Regions from separate parts of the Mus musculus genome. Here region 1 is linked to region 2. A link is a contact called in public HiChIP or PLAC-seq data. All regions are on one chromosome and are shown on one strand. The core of a region is the stretch at or near the end of the contact, and the rest is flanking DNA. Distances in the headings are between cores, read along the strand shown. Region 1 overlaps Med13l (mediator complex subunit 13-like). Region 2 has its middle 7.4 kb from the start of Gm46942.

What was found. HiChIP or PLAC-seq counts read pairs in DNA pulled down with a chosen protein or histone mark.
Region 1: a contact with region 2 is called in an H3K4me3 HiChIP or PLAC-seq map of bone marrow-derived macrophages, with 3 times the contacts expected there. The contact joins two enhancer-like sites. A contact is called at or near these places in 5 of 115 datasets of contacts at active chromatin or transcription factors (the 230-238 cell line, bone marrow-derived macrophages, embryonic basal ganglia and 2 more).

The regions. Positions count from the first base shown.
Region 1 is chr5:118,629,477-118,635,985 of GRCm38.p6, forward strand. All of the region lies in intron 2 of Med13l (mediator complex subunit 13-like), which reads left to right. Among named protein-coding and RNA genes, the nearest start is that of Med13l, 72 kb to the left of the region's middle. Within about 2 kb of position 3,750, at least 28 of the 459 cell types and tissues checked have an H3K27ac peak or open chromatin away from gene starts, as enhancers often do. A contact at or near this core is called in bone marrow-derived macrophages, where this site is marked.
Region 2 is chr5:118,349,086-118,355,975 of GRCm38.p6, forward strand. No RefSeq gene overlaps it. Among named protein-coding and RNA genes, the nearest start is that of Gm46942, 7.4 kb to the right of the region's middle. Within about 2 kb of position 5,241, at least 113 of the 459 cell types and tissues checked have an H3K27ac peak or open chromatin away from gene starts, as enhancers often do. A contact at or near this core is called in bone marrow-derived macrophages, where this site is marked.

The DNA.
Region 1 (6,509 bases), core at 2,500-4,999, 280 kb after region 2:
CTTATTGTTTAATAACTCTGGCTTAATTTGTTTTTCTAGTCAAGGTTAATTTTTTTGAGATCTCACTGGATTATGAGTACATTTTTCCTGTGGAATGATTATGCTTTTAAAAAATTATAAAGAGTTTGTGAAAATAATTAGAAATTAAATATAAATACAAGCCAAGCCTTGTTGATACACACTTCGTGTGTGTGCGCTGATAATTATTAATTTTGAAGTACTAGCAGTGTGTTTTTGAGATGTGGTTTTGCTGTGTGGCCCAGGTTGGCCTGGTACTCATCATGCATTGTGAGCTAGCCTTACACTCTCTTCTTTTCCTGCCTTAGCTGAGTGAGAGTTGGGCTCGCAGCAGCCTACTAACATGACTAGTGTTAGTGTTTGGTTCTGTTTGTGCCAGAAGCAACAGCTAACAGTCTTTCTCTGAAGATAAGGTTTTTTTTGTTTGTTTGGTTTTTTGGGGTTTTTTTTTTTTTTTTTTTTTTTTTTTTTTTTTTTTTTTGGTTTTTCTGAGACAGGGTTTCTCTGTGTAGCCCTGGCTATCCTGGAACTCACTCTGTAGACCAGGCTGGCCTAGAACTCAGAAATCCACTTGCCTCTGCCTCCCAAGTGCTAGGATAAAAGGTGTGCTGCAACACCATGCCTGGCAAAGATCAGTGTTTTCAGACATGTGCATACTCTCTTGGTTCTGGGCAGGCGATGGTAAGTTTGTATTTTGTGCATCCTGAGTAGTCAGCACACCTACCCCAGAGGTGCACAGCAGGCCTTGGCTTGAGAAGCTCAGCTGGATTTACCCTTCAGGACGATCGAGTATTCAGATGCCTTTGACTTTCTATCACTTTGATAGTCTCACCATGTAGTCCTGGCTGGACTGCCACTGGTTGGGTAGACCAGGCTGGCTGTAGAATCTTGCTAAGATTTAAGGTTACACAGGCAGGTACACAGTGACTGCTCACCGTCACTGTGCTGTGAAGTGGTAAAGGTACTGAATTTCGGATTCAGTAATTTTCAGTGTGCTGTGTGGTACCTGAAGACAGATGCTTTCAGTATTCCAGATTAGAGGCCTAAAATCTATGAGATAAACATTTTCATTTTCTGTTTCCTATTTAATGAAAATAGGATATTTGTCATTATAGAGAATGATCCCAGGAAATCATCTGGGATGCATATATGGCCAAAGCGTCTCTGTCCCAGTGTCATAATGCCCAGCAGTTTGTTGGGGCTGTAGCCTGCTATATACACTGCAGTTTGCCAGCATGCCTTTCTTAGTGTTAGTGGCTATGAGGAAACGCAGGAGCCAATGCTGTCCCCTGACTGAAGCATTCTTAGATATTGAGTGTTGAAAAGGAGCTGCCGAGAACATTTCCAGACCTGCTGAGCAGAGGGAAATGTCCAAGGAACAACTGCTATGAAGTTCAAGCTGTGTGTGGCAAGGGGTTTGAGCTAAGTAGCTTTTGCTTTGTTTTGTTTTTTGACAGGGTCTTATATATTCCAGCATGGCCTTGGCTTTGAATTCCCGAACCTCCAGCCTCCATGTCCCGAGTGCTGGCATTGCAGGGGTGCCCAGCCATGCCTAGGTTGGTGGTACTGGGAATTGAAGGAGTAGGCCAGCACTTGCCCACTCTGCTTCGTCCCCAGCCTTCTCACTTGTGGTTTGTCAGAATCAGAAAGGGAGACCAATACTTGATGACTGAGAAACAACTGTTGACTGATGAGAAAGAAAATGCGCTTTAAAATGCTTTAAAAGCCTCAATATAGTTGATTGAAAAAAATCAGCCTTCAAAGATTATCTTCAGTCTGTGGATCTAATTAGCTGGGTGTAAGTGATAAGCGATAAATCCGAAGTCTCGCATTGTGATTTAGAAATTGATTAGCTGATAGAGCACAGGCACAGGGAAGGGGACTGAGTTCTGAGAGTGCAGAGGGGCAGCAGTGAGGTTGCCACTAACACTGTTAGCTGCCATTTATGTGTGTGCAGGCATCAGGGTACATCATTACATGTTCATTGCTCTCTGCCTTCACAGTGCTCAGGAGCCTTGCAAACAGAGAGGCTAGAGCGGGCTAACCTGGAGGTCATACTGTATGGGGAACTGGGTATAGCAACTGGAAAAGTTCAGCTGAGATAGATAAATAGGTGGGTAGGTAAATTAGATTTTAGATTTTTGAGACTTATTAAGTGATTTCCCTGAAGGCAAAGGTTCATTTTATGCTATCCCATAAGAAGTAAATGTAAACTCAGTGTGGAGTGATTTATAGATGTCTCATTAGATTTTTTTTTTAATAAGTGTTATTTTTCCTCTTCCTCCAAGTAGGATACCTCCTCCCAACTAAGAGCAATCTCCCAGATGGAACTGACTGTCCAGCAGGGCTGTGTGCCCAGCTGCAGCAACCTTAGCCAGCAGTTTTAGTAGTGTGGTCTGTAGCCTCATGGTTGGCATAGGTCCTGTAGACCCCGTCAGAGAGTCTTAAAGGTCAGAGCTGTTCTGTGATGTGGAGATACCGTTTTCCTTTCCCTTCTGTGTTGATATTTAGGCTGACGGTGCCCAGGCAGAGGTGGGTGACGGGCATGTGAGTGCTAGCTCCATGTTATGGGATTCTCTCAGAAACCAACTGCTACATGTTACAGAAGAAGACGCTGGATGAAGTTCACCTTTCCCCTTTATTTTAATCTTATGTGTTCAACTGGTTTCCCTGCATGTCTGTCTGTCTATGTACGATATGTGTGCATACTTGTGGAAGCCAGAGGGAGTCATGGATTCCCTGAGTAACAGCCACCTGTGAGCCTCTCTGTGGCTGCTGGGTGGGTACTTCAGGTCCCAAGAAAGAGCAGCCAGAGCTCTTAACCATTGAGCCATCTCTCCAGCTCAGAGCTTTAAGTTCAGGTTCATGAAAGCTTGTCCTTTCAGCAAATGTGTTCTTAATATGTGGAGAGAAAATGCCAACTGAGGTCTGTGTGCCGCAGAGTGTAGTTATCCAAAGGGAAGTGCTGGCAGCCTCCACGTGATGCTTTTGACAGCTTCTTTTTGGTGGGAAAGTATTTGAACCTGAGCGTAAGTGGTGGGCAGTAGCAGACTTGAGTGTTTGGTGAGCTCTCCACCAGGCCAGAGCGGCCGTGACAAGGAAGACAAGGAAGCAGTACATGTGCTTGAGACGGAGCCTGCTGTTTGGATCCACATGGGAGTTTTGGAGAGACTTGAAAACGAATCTCTTGCTGAGTCGTCAGGTTATCACTTAACACACTCAGTGAGTTGGGTGTAGTTCAGGCCACTATTTGATTACACAGCTGCAAGAGAGAACAACAGCAACAACAAAGACTTTTTCCTCTGTTGAGATCAATGATTGTATGATTAATGTGGTTTTAAAGTTTAGAATAAGAACCATGTTGCCTTGTAACTCGTAGGACTCACAGCTCTCAGATCTGTCTCTTGTGTCTACTATGTTGGGCTCTCTGAATGGCTGGGAAAACTGTCTTTTAATTTCTTTAAAACATGGCCACTGCTGGGCAGTGTTGGTGCACGCCTTTGATCCCAGCACTTGGGAGGCAGAGGAAGGTGGATTTCTGAGTTCGAGGCAACCTGGTCTACAGAGTGAGTTCCAGGACAGCCAGGGCTATGCAGAGAAACCTGTCTTGGAAAACAAACAAACAAACAAACAAACAAAAATAAAACGTGTGCATTGACAGCCTATCTTCTTCGGATGTCTCAGTGCCTCACAGTTGCCCAGTTCCTCTCTTCTAGCACAGTTTCCTGGTTTTACTGCCTGCACTGGAAGTCCTCGTTCTGGTCTTTCTTCTAGTCTGTGCCTTCTTCATGACTCATTTCTTGGAGGTATTTGTTTGTTTCCTCTGAAGACCAGGTCTGATCGCATTTATCTGAGGAGCCACCGCTTTGGCTCATGTTCTTTCAGCAGATACTTAAATGCCACCCCGTATACCTTCTGCTGGTGTTCTTCAGGAGTCTGTCTGTCTGTCTGTCTGTCTGTCCCGTGGTGTCCGCCCCCCCCCCCCCCCACCACCTTGTGTTTGTGGTTAAGGAACTATGCCGAGTCTGGGCTGCTCTCACTTAGTCTCGTCACTGCAGAAGTCTTTGACCCCGGACAGGCTGTATAATAAACAAACATTTCTTTGTTTTGAGCTGTGAGTGCAATATTCTCATCCTGTTTTATGTTACACCACTGACAGAGCATCACAGTAGACGGGACGGTGCTCAGAGACTGGGTAGATACATGTAGCTTATATAGATTATATATAACAGTCATGTTACGTATAAAACTGGATGCAGGATAACATTGGAAAGTATTCAGATTATCTTTATAGCCAGGCAGTTTTGGCACACCCTTAATTCCAGCACCTAGGAGGCCGAGGCAGGTGGATCTCTGTGAGTTTGAGGCCAACCTGATCTATGGAGTGAGTTCCAGGACAGCCAAGGCTACACAGAAAAACCCCATCTCAGAAACAACAACAACAACAACAACAACAGAAAACAAACCAGAACCAAAAACCTTCATAAGCTGGTTCTCAGGTGTGGGGAAGTGCCATTTCTTTGGAGAAGTACTGTTAAATAAACTTGTCAGCTCCTGGACTGTTTTCTAGGGCACAGTCCATCAGCTGCAAGTGTGAGGGGAGCACTGCAGCTGTTAGTGAGCCAGAGGGAAGACCCTGAGGACCAGAAGAGGGGAGCACGGTGAGCAGCGTGCTGTGTGTGTTGGTGCGCCATGCTCTTTGCTGTCCTAGACTTGTGTCCATCTCCAGTCTTACCTCAACACAGGACACGCAGACTCAGTGTCTGCACAAAATAAGTCCTCTTTAGAGATGGTGCATACTTAGAGAGCAAGGTTTTCAAAGTATAAATATTATGGGAAAAGCCTGAGCCTTCGGATCCACGCAGCACCATAGGAAAAAGAAGCCTGCCTTGTTGATGAAGAAAGTAGTATAGGTCCTTAACAGGATACACTAAAAACTCAGTAACTGCTTTCTGCTGTATTTGGGAATCCTTCCCGTGTATAAAACATGACTTCAGTTTCCCTGCTACCTGCTACAGCCCCACCCTGGCAGCGCTCAGTTCTCATAGACAGTTCAGGTGCTGTCCTATCCAGCAACTGGTTGTTCCTTTCAGGAAGTTTCTCTGTTGTCCGAGTTTTCTTTCTGAGCCATTTCTTTACTTTTATAAACTGATTTTTAATCTGTTGTGTGTTTAGAGACTAGTCTAGTTTTAAAGATTGAATTCTAGATAGAGAATGGTATTATTTCTCTGACATAAATCCACTGGGTTCATATATGTAGAATTTTGTCTTCATTCTTGAAGTCATTGGATGTAAAACCTGATCCTGTCAGAGTCCCTCTCTTAGGTTTCCAGTTCATTGGCAAGGAGGGTTGCCCTGAACAGTTCTGGGGATCTTTGTACTGGGTGAGGTGTGTTAGTTTAGCAAGCCCCAGTGTGTACAGCCACCACACACCACACCACACCACACCACACCACACCACACCACACCACACCACACCACACCACACCACACCACACCTCATGGGATGTAGGAATGACTGACAGCAAGCTGGTTTGTTCACTCTGAGTTTTAGGTTATTGGTGAAAAGGAGGCGTGAACATTAGTAAACTCACAGACACAAGCGGAGAAGAGTTGAGAGACTGCGTGGGCTTGTCTGGGAAGTGCTGTTCTGAACTGAGGGTTAGTTAATGTTTTAGTCTGTTGTTGCTTTGGAGATTGAACACAAGGGCCAGAAACATGCTACGCACACTCCAGCCTTGGACCAGGGTTTGAGAAGTAGGAAAGAGTTGAAGTGGATGAAGCGACAGGATTGGTGACAGAAAGGACAGCAGGCTTTGTCGGTGGGTGATGCAGAATGTTTCTTCCAGGACTGAAGGCCAGCGTGGCTCTCAGAAGGGCTGTGCGGGGCTGTGGAGTCAGGAGAGCCCAGTCTGAGGGCAGAGTGTGGGTCAGCATCGGCAGGCTGAGAAACTGGAATGGCCTTCACCGTCAGAACAAAGCTTGTCTCCAGGAAAGTGGAGATTGGAGATGAGGTGACTGGGAATCAGTGTAGTGGTGACAGTGACTCTACAGAGGGGGGAGACATCATGGATGGCTGAGTGCACACAGACAACTCTTAGAGAGCCCTTCCTCAGTCTTGTGAAGGCCTCCCAGTGGGCCCTCTCACAGTGCCTCCCGGACAGGCTGTTGCTGTAGTGCTGGCAGAGTGAAGGCAGGTCCCCCAGGAGTCGCCGCCACTTTCCCGTGCTTGATTGACATTTGTTCACAGACAAAAACTGGCCTTGGAAGTCTAATGTTCCCAACTGGCAGTGGTGTGTGCTTCTCTATGACTGTGTTAATCAGGGACATAGATGGCCCTTATGTTGCTACACTCTGACACAAAAAGTTTCTCAGCAAACACAACTGGAAATATTTATTAGTGCAGAGAAATTCCAGGTCTTTTTTTCTTGCGTGTGTGGCCTAATTTCAGACGCTCTGCCCCAGCCTCTGCTTCCTGCTCTCTCTCTGCT
Region 2 (6,890 bases), core at 3,991-6,490:
GAACCCAGTGTCTAAGGGGCAATAATAATCATGAGGAGAGAAGCTGAATCAGCGGTGCAGATGCTTTGGTGGGGCTGGAGGGGCCTCTTTAGGGAGGTGGGCATGTTCTGGATCTTATCCCAGTTATGAAGACACATCTGGGAATATTAGCTGACTGTGCATCTTTTCATTCTATCTATAGATGTAACTGTTTGCTCTTTAAAGATAGCTACGGCCATGTTCTATAGCGAAGGTTGAGTATAGAATAGTCCTGAGTCAGATCTGATCAATTAGCTCTGTTGTCCATTCACTTGCCTGCTGCCTAAGGAAGTCTTCACATTACAGTTATAGATGCATGGCTGCACCAGAGGCTGTGTGTATAGCCCACAGAACCTCAAGTACGAGCTAGCCGCCCTTTGACCGCAACAACCCCTCCCTTCCATACAAATTCCTTTTGAGGCCTTGTGGGTGTATTATGTATGCACTAGGAAAGGGACCAGGGTCATTTCTCAGGGAAAGTGTTGGTTCTATTGAATGGCAGTCCATTTGGTCTACCTCAGACATGGCTGGTATCCTCTATAGATCTACCAGGCCTGGCTTGTTTTGAGGGACTGGGAATCCAGATTCGTACCTTTGCATGTTTTAAAGCTTCTGTGCCTGAGCTATGTCCCCCAATTTCCCCATCTTAAAGGTTATCCTTTAGGTGGACGGCTCCCCACTTCCACCCTTCAGGGGATTGTCAACATCATTTGATCTACCTGGAATTGTCTCTTCTAATTTTGTTTCTAGAAATTCTGATTTTTAGGCTGGGCATGGTGAGACATGCCTTTAATCCCAGAACTCAGGAAGCAGAGGCAGGGGTATGGCTGTGGATTCCAGGCCAGCCTGGTCTATATAGTGAGTTCTAGGTCAGCCAGGACTACACAGTGAGACTTTTTGTCTTTCAGTCCCTGTCTCTCTTTCTCTCTGTCTCTCAGTCTCTTTCTCTCTGTCTCTCTGTCTCTCTGTCTCTGTGTGTGTCTCTCTCTCTCACACACACACAAACACACACACACACACACACACACACACACACAGACACTCACACTCACACATGGTGGTAGGAGTATTAGTATACTGAGTCGTGAGACCTGGACACAAACAAACATGTGCCCTTTATTTCTTCTCCTTGGTGATGACCAAATGACAGCGACTAAGCTTGGTACACTAGCATCTGCTCAGGTGCCACTTTTAGGCCTTCTGACTCCTCTGTGCTAGTGTGGGATGGGACCTATGGGCAAGGAGGGGTCTTGTCTGATGTCTACAAAGATGATCCCCAAAGTATACAGTCCCCTTCTTTGTTTCTTAGTGTGCCGGCTAGTTTAGTGTCACCTTGACACAAGCTAGAGTTATCTGAGAGGAGGGAGCCTCAATGGAGAAAATGCCTCTACCAGATCAGGATGTAGACAAGTTTATAGGGTATTTTCATTATCAGTGATTGATGGAGAAGGGCCATCCCACTGTGGGTGGAGCCATCTCTGGGCTGGTGCTCCTGGGTTCTATAAGGAAGCAGGCTGAGCAAGCCATGGGGAGCAAGCCAGTAAGCAGCACCCCTCCATGGCCTCTGCATTAGCTCCTGCCTTTAGGTCCTGCCCTGCTTGTGTTCCTGTCCTGACTTCCTTCAATGACAAACTTTATTATGGAATATAAGCCAAATGAACCCTTTCCTCCACAAGTTGCTTTGATCATGGTATTTTATCACAGCAATGGCAACCCTGACTAAGACACTTAGGGACAGACATTGTGAGATCTTTAGTGACATCTAGTTACAACTTGCTTGAAATTTGCATTGACAACTGTCTTCTTCATTATTATTTCTTTGGGAGGCTATTCCTCTTTAAAAAACAAAAACAAAACACACACACAGTACACATTGCTTTACTTTTAAATTCTTTTAGACTATTTTTTATTTTATGTGTACATATGTGTGTTTGCACGAACGCAAGCCATGTGTGCATGGTATCCTTGGGGGCCAGAAGTTGTCAGATCCCCTGAAGCTGGAGTTACAGGTGGTTGGAAACCTAACCTGGGTGTTTCAAACCAAACTGGAAGTCATCTCTCCATTCCCAACAACAAGGGTTTTAATGAAAGGTGTTCTAAGCAGCATGTGGTTGTAGCCGTCCAGTGGCCATGGACAAACTGGGTATACCTGAAAGGAGGGCTGGAAATGAAAAAGGACAGGGTGCGAGAGGATGAAGCCAAGATAAAGGTTCTGATCAAGGCTCAAAGTTTAATTTTCAGCACTCTGTTTATATAGGGAAAACCCACAGACCCATCCTTTGTTTCAGCTGGATTATGTTGCAAAGTGAGCTCAGTGGGCAGTCTGTTCCTGTAGGAAACTGCAGGTGCAGCAAGGCAGAAGTCTCCAGCTGGGTCCAACTGTGGGGGTACTTAAGGTCTATTTAGCCTGTTCAAGTACTAGGGGAAGAACATTCGTGGTGGTTTGAATAAAAATGGCTCCCATTGGCTCATTTGAATGCCTGGTCATCAGGGAGCAGACCTGTTTAAAAAGGATTAGGAGGTGTGGCCTTACTGGAGAAAGTGGGTTAATTGGGCTGGACTTGGAGGTTTCAAACACCATGGCAGAGTCTCTCTCTCTCTCTCTCCCTTCCTCCCTCCCTCCTTCCCTCCCTCCCCTTCTTCACTTCCCCCTCCCTTTCTCTCTCTTTCCTCCCTCCATTTCTCCCTCCCTCCTTCCTTCTCTTTCCCTCTCTCTCCCTTCCTTTCTCCCTCTCTCTCCCTCTTCCTCTCTCTCTTTCTCCCTCCATTTCTCCCTCCCACCTTCCCTCTCTCTCTCCCCTTTCTCCCTTTCTCCCTCCCTTCTTCCCTATGTTTCTGCCTGCTGCCCGTGTATCAGGATGCAATGCTCACAAACTGCTTGCTCTAGTGCCAGCCTGTTTTCTCTCTGCCTGGATGATCATGAACTTACAAGTGTTGCCTTGGCCATGGTGCCTCTTCATAGCAATAGAACAGTGATTAAGATAAAGGAGATTGGCAGTTTAGTTGTTATGTCGCTATCTTTCTAGTTCCCTAGTAAGGACAAAGAAGAGATATAGACTCAGGGAAAGCCAAAATCTCACTAGCACCCCTTATGAAAAAGGGAACGGATCAACCTGGACAGATCAGTGGGTCCAGGTCTTCATTAGAGCATCCTCAGGTTCCTGCACAGTCATGGCCAGGGAAGCATACTGGGTTGTTTTACTGCAGGATGTCTCAGATTCTTCATCGTGCTAGTGTGGACTGTGTGGGTGGTGCCCCACTTTTCCTTGTTCTTGAAATTCACACAAGCAAAGTGTTCCTGAGAACCACATCCCAGATACACCCATTAGAAAAAGCTGGATTTAATAGCCTTAAGATTGTCTCTTGATAAAACCAGACCGTCAGAGAATTACAGATATCACAAGGTTTTGGTCACTTACAGATTGGTGGCGTTGGAGATTGCCTGACCTGAACAGTGGAACATGACAGAGAACCCAGGGTACAAACTTCCTATCATTTTTATCACAATCCAAAACAACAACAACAACAACAATAAACCTTTCATTGTATACTGTCATCTCAGCACTTGCTGAAACAGGACAATCAGGAGTTCAAGGCCAACCTTGACTCTATACCCAGATGAGACCAGCTTGGGCTACATAAGACTCTCCCAGAAAACAAATAGAAACCGATGTACAGCTTGTGGCTAGTAAGAACTGAATTTTCCTAAGCATCAAGCTTGCTTATGTCCAACACAATGGGCAAGAGAAAATTCTAAGCTAAAATGTCATTTAAACTAAGAGCACATTGTGGATGTGTTGGTGTGGGAAGAATATCGGGAGGTTGGGGTGTGGGGGGTGGAGGGGTGGGAAGTGCCAGTTAGGGGTGGGCAGGGTCTGGCCACTCGGCCCTGTAACTGCAAAGACGCTTGCATGAGATGGTGTGGTGTGAGACCGGAAGAATTCATGATCTACCAAAGAGGATGACCATGGAATTCAAAGAGTCTCATGGGCTTGGGGCATGGGAGTGGGACACATGGCTCAGTTCTTAAAGGATACACTGTTAAGTTTCAAACCCGGAATGGGGGCGGGGGGAAGGGAGGGAGGAATGAGGTGCCTATTTAACATTTTAAAGAGGACCTGGCCTCTAGCTCCTCCCAGGATTCCTCAGTCCCTACCTGTTTCAGGGCGTGGTTGGCATAACTCCGCCCTCTACCCTGAACTCTCCAGCCCAGGGGCTGGGCTGCCTGCCTCCCAGAGGCTCTTCCCAATATAATCCACTCTCTCTTCCCCTCCCCGGACTCAGTTCAGGGTCATGACCACGCTGGACTCTCCCAGATGTGTCTGCTTCTGGCTATGCTCCCACAGATATAATAATAAACATTCTCCTCCACCATACCTAGGAGCGCCTGTGTCCTTTCCTTTCCATTTTATTTCTTTTCCTTCTCCCCCCCCCCGTCCCCCTCCCCCTCCCCTCCTCCTCCTCCTCCTCCTCCTCCTCCTCCTCCTCCTCCTCCTCCTCCTCCTCCTCCTCCTCCTCCTCCTTCTTCTTTTCATTCACTTGCCTTGTGAGTGTAAGGACCTGGGTTCGATGTTGTGTTGTAATTTCAGTTTCTGGAGAGGAGGAGACAAGACCACCCGCTGGACTCGCTTACCAGCTAGCTTAGGCTTCTTGTCCTGTTTCAGACCATCACCATCACCCCAGGGCACAGAACAACGGGAAGCCACAGGGTCACGGCCTGCTAGTTTGAGAGCTGAATCCATTCATTCATTTGGGAAAGCAATCATTGACTAAGCACCTCCCATCGAGTGGGTGTGGCATGGAGACGCCAGGATGTGCAATTATCCCTGTCTTTAAATCCCCTTGGACACTTCCCTACAGGGAAACGAGGTTTCAGAGAGTCTTCAAATCTCTTTTCTACTTGCCTGGGGGAGGAACTTCAAAGATTGGGTCTTTCCACCAAGCCCTTGATGAGAAGCTTGCGGGAAGCCAGAGACACAAGGCGACATTATTCCCAGAATTAGACTCACGTGTTACTTTAGCTTTCTGTCCCTTCTGCCCCCTTTCCGGTCCCCCTCATTTCTCCCTCCCGTTTTCCTCCCCTTCCTTCTCCCCATCTCTTAGCAGTTCCTCTCTCCCTCTCCACTCCACTCCCCTCCCCTGCCTCCCTCTCCTACACTCTGACACTCTTCCTCTTCCTCCCAAGTCCTTTCTCTTCCTCTTTTGAAAAGTGTGCCCTCCCAGCACCCCAGGCCAATCGGATTCTCCAGGGTTGAGTTACGGTCCTGAACTCACTGACTCATTGGTCCGAACACCAGACTTCAAATTCCCCTTGAAGTCAGTGTGATCCAGAAAAAACAGTAGTGTTGGGGGAGATTTAAAATATCTCAGCTGGAGACCTTTGAAAGCATGAACACACACACACAGACACACACAACACACACACTTATACTCATGCTCACCCTCATGCACATATACTCACACTGACACATATACACATATACACACACACATACTCACAGTAACCCAGTCACATACATAATACATACACACTCATACTCACACACATATACACACTCTCATAACACACATTCTCTCTCTTATATAAACACTCTCACACTAACACACTCACAGATACTAATACACACTCTCACACACACTCGAGTGCACACACACACACACACACACACACACACACACACAAATCCTTTAGCCTCTGGGAAAAGCGGGAGCAATGGAATTCTTCAGAACAATTGCAGGGAATCTCTTTATCTTGATGGAATTAGGCTGCTTAATAAACTAGCCGGGAGCTACCTTGGACTCCCTCTGGAAACACACTCCACCACATTTTCTTCCTGGCACTCAACAGGCAGGAGAGAAATAGATTGTTGTTTTTTTTGTTTTGTTTTTTGTTTTTTTCCTTCCTGTGCTGCCCCTGAGACACAGGTTCAAGCTTGCCCTTCACTACCAAGCCAGCTTAATTCTCTGGAACTCTTCCTTGAACGTCAGCAGCCCGAGGGCTTTGTGCTCAAAGAGCAAGCTCTCAACTGGCATTTCAGGCCAGATGAGAAGATTCTGCTGTTTCTGTGCCCCTACAGGGGGATTACTGTGAAGGTCTGCTGGCAGGCAGGGCAGCATGCCTGGGGAGAGAGAATCAGAAGGTCTAAAGGTTTGATAGCAGAAAGCTAGCCAGGGCTCTGAGTTCAAACCCCACCCTACTTAAAGCTGTTGAGTTCTGCCCATAGCTTCTACAGTCCCACCCTTGGTCTTCTTTCTTCTGGAAAAAGCAACTTCATGTAAGGACCTCTTGCCTTCCTCTGGCCAAGAGGTAAACGCACAATTTTGACCATGCCAGATGAGGTTCTCTCAGAATTTAGGACTCTGTAGCCTTGGCGCAAATCCATCAAGGCATCTGGAAACCTCCCCGGGACCCCCCTGGGTCTCCATAGCCAGGGCAATCCCTGTGCCTTTCTAAGACTGTTTGGCTATTTTATGTTTTAAAATCTCTCTGGAAGCTTCTAATTCTGTTTCTGTTGTCTGTCTGTCCATCTCTTTCTGTGTGCATGTGCATGTGTATTTAGGGATAGGTGCGGGGGGTTTCACGTTGTGTCGGGCAGGCCTTTTGCCACTGAGCTACATCCTAGGCCCCACCCCACCCCCTTATTTTTCTTGCTGGCTCACATTGCTTTCTTCTTCCCTCCCTCTACCCTTCCCTCCCTCCCTCCCTGGCTCCCCCATCCCCACCCCCTTCTATTCAAGTTAGCCAGTCAAATTCTGCCTCTGGCCAAGGTGACTGTACTCAGGGCTGTTTGCCAGATGAACACAAGCAGATACAGCAGAGGAGAGCTGTGAGCGCTATAAAGACGGGCTAACTCTGTAAAGCCTGGGCCCAG